2 separate regions of the Mus musculus genome follow, and region 2 is linked to region 1. A link is a contact called in public HiChIP or PLAC-seq data. All regions are on one chromosome and are shown on one strand. Each heading gives the region's core, a stretch centred on a gene start, on an enhancer-like site or on the middle of the called end of the contact. The rest is flanking DNA. Distances are from core to core; before and after follow the strand shown.

The links. HiChIP or PLAC-seq counts read pairs in DNA pulled down with a chosen protein or histone mark.
Region 2: a contact with region 1 is called in an H3K27ac HiChIP or PLAC-seq map of hepatocytes, with 6 times the contacts expected there. The contact joins two enhancer-like sites. A contact is called at or near these places in 1 of 484 Hi-C or Micro-C datasets (liver) and 1 of 115 datasets of contacts at active chromatin or transcription factors (hepatocytes).

The regions. Positions count from the first base shown.
Region 1 is chr4:15,137,909-15,142,089 of GRCm38.p6, forward strand. Necab1 (N-terminal EF-hand calcium binding protein 1) reads right to left here. Exons shown (of 13, transcript NM_178617.4): 2 at 2,317-2,341. Among named protein-coding and RNA genes, the nearest start is that of Necab1, 9.1 kb to the right of the region's middle. Within about 2 kb of position 1,398, at least 3 of the 459 cell types and tissues checked have an H3K27ac peak or open chromatin away from gene starts, as enhancers often do. A contact at or near this core is called in hepatocytes and liver, where this site is marked.
Region 2 is chr4:15,924,313-15,928,570 of GRCm38.p6, forward strand. Decr1 (2,4-dienoyl CoA reductase 1, mitochondrial) reads right to left here. Exons shown (of 10, transcript NM_026172.4): 6 at 1-41. Among named protein-coding and RNA genes, the nearest start is that of Mir6400, 17 kb to the right of the region's middle. Within about 2 kb of position 2,464, at least 10 of the 459 cell types and tissues checked have an H3K27ac peak or open chromatin away from gene starts, as enhancers often do. A contact at or near this core is called in hepatocytes and liver, where this site is marked.

The sequences.
Region 1 (4,181 bases), core at 148-2,647:
TCTTTTTCACTTCAGCATGCCTGGTAAATAGCTTTATGTTTTCTCTCTACCAAATCCCACTACAGAAGACATTATTGAAATGTCACCAGTTGCTTCATATAGTCAAGGCATCATGACACAGAAAGGACTCATAACTTGGAAATTAAGTTACTACTGTGTGTCAGACACTCCCCCGGTGGTTTTACGTACATCATCTCATTTATTATTTACAATGATTCCTGGCATCTGCAGAGCTACAGGGTGGAATAGCTGTGACTTATGCCCAGACCTGCTGGAGGCTAAGCATCTCTCGTCTTTACACTGAGAGTCAGAATGAAGAATAAGGTAGGGAGAAGGTAGAGGGGAATGAGCAGATCAAAGTGATGTATTGTGGCTAGAGTATCTTCATTACTAACTTATTAAACAACTGTCTACAAGTATAAAATACTTGCTGGGCATAATATTGACACAGAAGACAGATTTATGCCCTAGAGAAGCAAGCTTGGCTAAGAGAACTAGAATCTCTTAGGATCAACTTCAGCCCTCTACTGTACTGATCTATATATGTGGAAGAGTTAGGGACTCAGACAATGGGCGGGGGCCCTGCAGCATATGGATGACTTCCTAGACTTTTGCCATATGTAATATGTGGATATTCACAAACCACTAGAGAGGAATGTATAATAAACAGTTGTTAAGGCATGCAAGTATCATGGAATTGGACTAGTGGAGAAATTCTCAGGCAATTGTGTGGTTCAGAAGATTGTAGGGTAAATGCAAGCAAAGACTGAGAGTTAGGAGCTGGGAGAAGGTGGTTTTGATCATGTGTTAGAATCAAACACTATGAAAGTGAGTAGAAAACAGGAATCACGTTCAGGGGAGGAGATGTTGGAAATAAAGGATACATAGCTGATAGAACATGTGACTATGCTGGGTAGCATGAATTATAGAGCTATTATAGCCATTACATTTATTCATGTGCATTGATTTGACAGATGATTTTTGTCACGAATATGGAGTATGATAACTGGATTTTACTTTGGTTATGGAGTATGATAACTTTGATAGAAAGAGGAGTGATAGATATAAAGATAATGTCTAGCCTTAATCAGAGTCTTAAGGTCCAAGGAAACAAAAGATACCACCAGAAAGAACATGGAGCTTCAGTGGAGAGGGGACCAGGTATATTAGACCAGGCAGAAGCTGAAATACAAGGCAGCTGGCATAAGTACCAATGTGTCCCTGTGTTGTCGATCAGTGCTACTGGGACCAGATATTAAGCAAAGGGCTAAAAAATCAGATAGGAGGGCAAAATGAAAATATCCTCACTTCCATCTTCATGAGCAATAATACAAGGGAGCAAAGGGCATCATTGATTTGGTAACATTACAGTTGTTGCAACATAATTTGAAACAAGCTATTCTGATAGTCAGACCAAGGTTTATATGATGAAACTGGGGATGCTATTTCAGTGTTCCCTGGGTGGATGTTTGGTGTTGGCGAGAAAGGGGTATAATGAGAAAGCTCTTATGGGTCTGTGTTCTTAAGCACAAACTAGATACCATGTTGTAATGGTCAGATCTGACTGCAATCTTTCCTTGAATCTAAGAAGTGATATTTCAAGCATGGGAAAGAAGCTTTTGTATCCTGAAACCATTAAGCCACTTTTAACAGTAATATGCCTATATTGAAGTACTTAAGTAGAACAAACTTAATAAGCTCGGATTCTGTGGAATGAAATCTCTAATGGAATCAAGGAGTAAAAAATTACCCATGAGCTTATAATTGGACTTAGCAGAGCTGCCTCTAAATTTTCAGGGCAAATTTTTTATTTTTGGTTTGCTGCCTTTCACATCTCTCTACCTGTGGATGAGAGTTTCCCATGTTTCAGGCAAGAGTAAGCTGTAATGTTTCCAGGCAGCAATACCACAATGCCTTGGGAACTTCTTAGGCCACTATGAAATTGGTGGATGTTGGTACCAAGCAGATTTATGTTCAAAAACCTTGGTAGCTTAGAACTCTAAACAAAATTCATACACCAGTACACTCGATAAATTGAAGCTGCTATTGCTATACATTTTTTTCAAGCATTAAAGGGAGAAGTAACAGCTCACATATGATGGGACTTCAAAAGCATAAATCCCATCTTGCTGTCAAATTTGAATTCATCTGCCAACTTCTCATGAATATCTGTAGACATAAACATCAAAAATTATGACTATTGCTAAAATTGTATTTTTCACGTCCTTTTCTAGGACTTTCTACTTCCCTGCTCTTTAGAAAACAGTCTAATATATAATGAATTAATAAATAGAAATTGTAGAATTTGGGTCTTACCATTTTTGTCTGCTCTCCTCAGAATCTGGAAAGAAAAGAAGAAAAATGTTATCCTCTTTTTTTCTGCTGTGCTGGGGCTTAACTCACTTGCCTAGCATATGTGCAGCCCTAGGCTGAGTTTCTAGAATTGGCAGCAGAAAAAAAAAAAAAAGAAAGAAAAAGAAAAAAGAAAGAAAGAAAGAAAAAGAAAAAAAAAGAAAAGAAAAAAAAAGAAATCTTTTGTTCCTAAGTATTGCAATGAATGCTGTATTTACCCATCATTCATATATTGCTAAACAAATAAAACTCCTATGTTAAGTGAACATTTTCTACCTTCCTTTAAAAATATTCCCTCATCTGGAAAGAGCTCGAAAGTCCATCAACAGGTTAATTGATAAACCAAGTGTGAGATCAGTATAGTAAAGAACTAGTGGGCCATTTTAAAAAGAAACAACTCTCAAAAAAATTTTACGTATAAAAATTTGGTTGTATGTCAACATGATTAGGCTGAGTAGAAAACCGAGACACAAAAATGCCTCTGTATAAGTCCCTGTGTATACAGTTTTTAATTGCATGGTAATATTTAGTGACAGAAAGTAGATCAATGCTGTCTAACAATTGTCAAGGTTGAGAGCTATGGAGTATAAATGTATATCAGAAAACTGTCGAGGATAATAAAAATATTAAATTATCTCAAGTATAATTGCTTCTTTGTAAAGGGCACGAGTATTCACAGATTAGCACCAGAGAAACCAGGAATGTTAATCATGAAGCGATGTCTCCTCAGTGAAGGAAGTGTACACCTGCTTCCTACCCAGAGGGCTGGGAGTAAGTAAATGTTAATACCCTGGGGTCCTTTGCTCTCCATAGAGCTAGGCCTTACACAAATCCCCCAAAAGGTTTATCCCAGACTCTTCCTCCCTAGACCTCATCTTAGCTTTGTTTCTCAATCAACTGAATGCATCCTTAGGGGAGATGTCACATGTCAGATGACCTCTGTGCTATCTCAGAGACCACACCAGATCCCAGGCCCTTAAGCTATAGAACCCATCTTCATGTAAGAGAACACAGGACTTTGCAATAGAGTTTTGATGTAGTCAACCCTTAAGATTTATTGTGCACATGGTAAGAGGATAGTTGTTACCAGAATACTTTAATCCAAATTGTACAGTACTTAAATATGTTTAAAATGATCTAGCCTATTGTCAAACTCTAGAAGTTTGAGTTAGCCTGGCTAATTATGCCATACTTAACTGAGTTTTCATCCTTGCCTCTTTGCAGATTGCTTTGTTGCCAGCTGTGACATTTGCAGGAACCATCATATTTCATAAGTTATAATGCAACAAACATATTTTAAATGTATGTACTTTAATGTAAATTAGGTGATACCTCAATAAAATGGGAAATAAAAGCTGAGTAGAAAAATAACAAATGATCAGTAAATAGGAGCCCACACATCAATTCTGTGACTTACTTGACTATAGTAATATTGTTAACATGGACCCTGTTTATGGTGTGTAGATATACTGCGATTTTTTTGGCTATCTAATATTCCTTACTAGGTGACAATGCTTTCTATTTTTTTTTCTGGGACACTAACCTTTCTTCTACTTTTGGTTTGTATGTTTAAGGGCTGGGTGGAGCATTTATGCCTGACAGATTTTCACACCTCTCTGAAAATGATGTTTGATGTGTCAGGAACACCTTAGGCCAGTCAATAACAGGCTATACTTGAGCAGTTAGGAGAAAGATACAATTTGCTTGCTTGGTACTTAAACATGAGAAGATATGTGCTGTGGGTTGAACTGTGTTGTTGTTGGTTTCCTGAAAACAGGTGTTGAAGCACAAGTTTCTTAGTTAACTATACATGTGACCTTATTTGAAAT
Region 2 (4,258 bases), core at 1,214-3,713, 790 kb after region 1:
ACTCTCAGCATAGATGGTAGTGATGGCAAGAAACGCAGCTCCTAGAAAGTTAAAGGACGTGGTTATCAGCATTGCAGCTACTTCAGTGCACAGCCGGGAAACATGACAGGCACAAATGAGGTCCCGAGTAAAAAGGAATCACAAAATCTAGAGGACCTATTCTTGTTTTTAAGTTTACTAGCCTTCATCACTGAAAGAGTAACCTAAGAAAAGTGTATCGTCTTACTCCTGGTCTTAATGTCTGTAGAAGTTTGATTATGCTTGGTCCATGGGAAATGGTACTATTAGATGGTATGGCCTGATTGGAAGAGGTGTAGGCTTGTTAGAGGAAGTGTGTCACTGTGGAAGTGGGGCTTTGAGGTCACACACACACACACACACACACACACACACACTCAAGCACGGCCAGTGAGATCTAGGGCATCCTCCCGGCTGCCTGCAGAAGACAGTCCCCTTCTGCTGCCTGCAGATCAAGATGTAGAAATCTTGGCTCCTCCAGCACCATGTCTGCCTATACACTGCCATGCTTCTCACCATGATGATAATGGACTGAACCTCTGAAACTGTAAGCCAGCCCCAATTAAATGTTTGCCTTTATAAAAAGTTGCCTTGGGCTGGAGAGATGGCTCAGCCATTAAAGGTTAGGCTCACAACCAAAAATATAAAAGTTGCCTTGGCCACAGGGTCTCTTCACAGCAATGAAACCCTAAGACACTGTTTTTGGGATGGCCAGTCTGCACTATCTGCAATTCTTTACCTAGTCTGTCAATACAAAGACCGAAATTTAAGAGACACATTCCATGGCCAAGAATATCTTCAATATAAAGAAATCAGAATTAAATTATCAAGGACTTCTACCTCTAGCCATGATGGACTCTTATACATCACTATAACTGTGCAAGAGATACAGATCCTGTCACTGCCGGCCACCTTACAGCAGGTAGAGAAGGAACGGCATCATGATATGATAAGCCTAACAGCATCTTAGAATTTCTGGCTGAGAAGCGGCTCTGAGAAGGGAAGTGCACAGGAACAGGGCTCGAGCACTTTTCATAGAGTCTCCCTGAGTGTGTGCTGATTCCCCATTGTGAAACCGAGGAAAAGTGCCCATGGAATCTAGAAAAAGGCAACTGCTATCACAGCACTGAACTGGACGGTGTCTCTAAAGGCTCACAAAGGGCTGGGAGACGGAGAGGCGGCAAGCTTCCTAACTGGCATCCAAAGCCTTCGGCAGTCAGCTCAGAAGAATCATACTGAAGGGCTAAGTTAGACTCAAAGGAAAGCTACTATACCCACCCAAATAAACTTTACAAATGAGTTGTAAAATGATCATGTACTCAGAGTAACTGCTTCCTCATGTAAGATGTAACACTTCAAAGGAAAACTCAAAAGCCAGGCTTTGTGCTCACACTGAATTAGAAACGTGGGCAAACCCAATTAATAGAGTCAAAACATGACCAGCAGATACAATTAGCATGGAATGACCTTTGTAACAGTACGATAAACTTGATAAAAAAGATTTCAAAGAAACATGTTAAAAGAGTTCAAGGAAGGCCATTATATAAGCATGTGGGTAAAGGAGCCTGTTACCAAGCCTGACAACCAGCGTTCAACCAACCCCTGGAACCCACAGAGTAGAAAGGGAGAAGCTGATTCTGAAAGTTGTCCTTTGACCTCACTCACTCATTGCATCCAAACACACACACACACACACACACACACACACACGCATACAAATAAGTAAAATGAAATACTAAAAATAATTAAAAATACCAAAATAGAAACAACATATACAGCAGAAAATATAATATCTGAAATTTTAAAATTAAAGGAAGGAGCTTAGCTGTGGAAGATCTTCAATGAAGGCACAATAAAAACTACCGAGTACAAAGGTCACAGGGGAAACAGTTAAAAATAAGCCAAAGACTGGAACATGGAATATGGGGCATTCGAGTAGAATTTATGTATAACTGGAGATCTGGAAGGAAGAAATATAGACTGAAAAAAAATCTAAGTTGGTAGAAAAAAAAAAACTATAAATTACAGTTTCTAGGAGAAAAACAAATGCCAAGAGGGGTGAACAGAAGGCAGAAACTGTAAAGGCAAGCAATGGGCCACCAGGACAGGGAGGACAAAGTAGCTTAGGGAGTATCTTCACCGAGCCCTCATCAGGGGCCACGGGAAAACAGTGACACCTTTAAGATTCTGAATCAAAAATCTCGTCAACTTTGAATTCCCAAACCAACAACAACAACAAAAAGTCCTGAAACTGAAGGTGCTGCCTCCAGCTCCCTCAATGCGAGAGTTCACAGCCCCTAATCTGCATCAGATAAAGTTAAAGCTTTAGCCTTGAGTTAATATTAGACAGAAACTCAGGTGGACAGAAGGATGACTGACACACCAGACATGTGGACAAACTGAAAGCATGCTCTCCTGGAATCAATTTCCTAAACTGACTATAAAGTTAGAGTCCAAAGTGACACCACACACAGACGGAGCGGCTGTGTCTGGGACATGGCAGAGTCTGGCTCAGTAACCTGAGTGCACTAAAAGTTGGAAGAGTGCTCTGGGTTACAAGAAACCTGATTTTCTACTTCTTAAACAGATATAATACTAGATATGAAAAAACTGTAAGTTCAATGTCTTAAAAGTATGATAAAACATACTTGCATGTTTTACAAAACTCATTTTAATCACTGTATCTTGGAAAGTGAGGTCTGGTGGTGCACACCTATAACCCCCCACTTTCAAGGCTGAGGCAAAAGCTGAAGGGTAGCCTGGGCTACATAATAAAACACTGCCTCAAACAACAGGAGGAAAGAAGGGATGAAGTGCTTTAAACTTGAAGGACCACAAAGAAAGCATTTTAGAGATCTTCCTCTCCTGCATATCATTAAGATTCTTACTGTCAGCCATATCTGAAAACAGAAACAACACTCGGCTCAGCCCCGAGAGTGTGGGGTGAGGAGGGTCCTGGAGGGTCCCTTGATGATATGCAAATAAGCAGGCTTCTGTTCGCCGTTCTCACATCTACATACACATCGAACTCTGCCTTTCAGATCTCTAAAATCGGTTTGTCTGCAAAATGTCCTTGTGTGAAAGACAAGGGGTGTGGATACTTAGTGGCCCCAGAGATCAGTACAGGGACAAGCAATTCCAGGCACATTTCTTTTTTAGTTATTCATAGCTGCTAACGTTGTATCACCGAATCTGTGCCTCAACTCTAGCTATTCTGCCCTCACCCCTCAACCCCACTTCTGTGCCGATCTCTACCCTGTCAGAAGCAAGAGTGCACTGGAAGCTGGTGTCCTCATCTTCACTGGACAGTTAGTCCATGACACTCCTAATCGACCTCCTAGGTGTTGGACTGCCTACATATTTTTGCTGAAGGATTACATGCATCCCATAAACCAACATCCAGGCTTACCCACATTGGCATGCTCGAGAGATCACAAGCACTTGAGACCCTCAACTGGTAATGAGGTACCAGCTTAGACACACAGAATTCAGAGTCTCCAACCCAGGACCCAGAATGTCAGGTCACAGGCTCAAAGGACAGGAAACTTGGAAGGACAGAAATGGGCCTCCTTCTTTTAAAGAGTCTTAACCTAATGCATTTATAATGAAGCAATAGAATTTTAATCCAATGTGAGGAGTAAAAATAGACTGAAGTCTGTGTTAAAATGAAAGACAATGAGAAGTGAGTCAGAAAACTAAAGATCCTAAGGATGAGCAAGGAAGAAATAAGAGATAATGAAGCAGAGAAAGAAAGTATCATGGAGACAGAAAGAAACAGAAAACCAAAAATGAAGAGTCTACAGGAGAAGGAGAAAGAAACAGGCAGGATCAGAAATTAGAGAGAGCATGAAAGAAAGAAAGAAAGAAAGAAAGAAAGAAAGAAAGAAAGAAAGAAAGAAAGAAAGAAAGGAGGAAAGAAAGAAAGGAGGAAAGAAAGGAAGAAAGGAAGGAGGAAAGGAAGGAAGAAAGGAAGGAAGAAAGAAGGAAAGAAAGAAAACAGAGAGAGAGAGCAGCAGGCAGGCAGAAGTCAGCTGACAATTCCAACTCCTTTCTCAAGTCTATCGATCTTTCTGGGGAAAAAAAATGAATCAGTAATAAAATAACAGTGTCACAAAAGTCCAGATCCAAATCACAGCTTCTTTGCTTATAGTGGAGAGATGGGTAAAGAATTATGCTGAGTGCTGAAGAAAGGAAGTCTCCATCTGTTGCAAAGTTGTTTCTATATTGATGCTAATTCTCC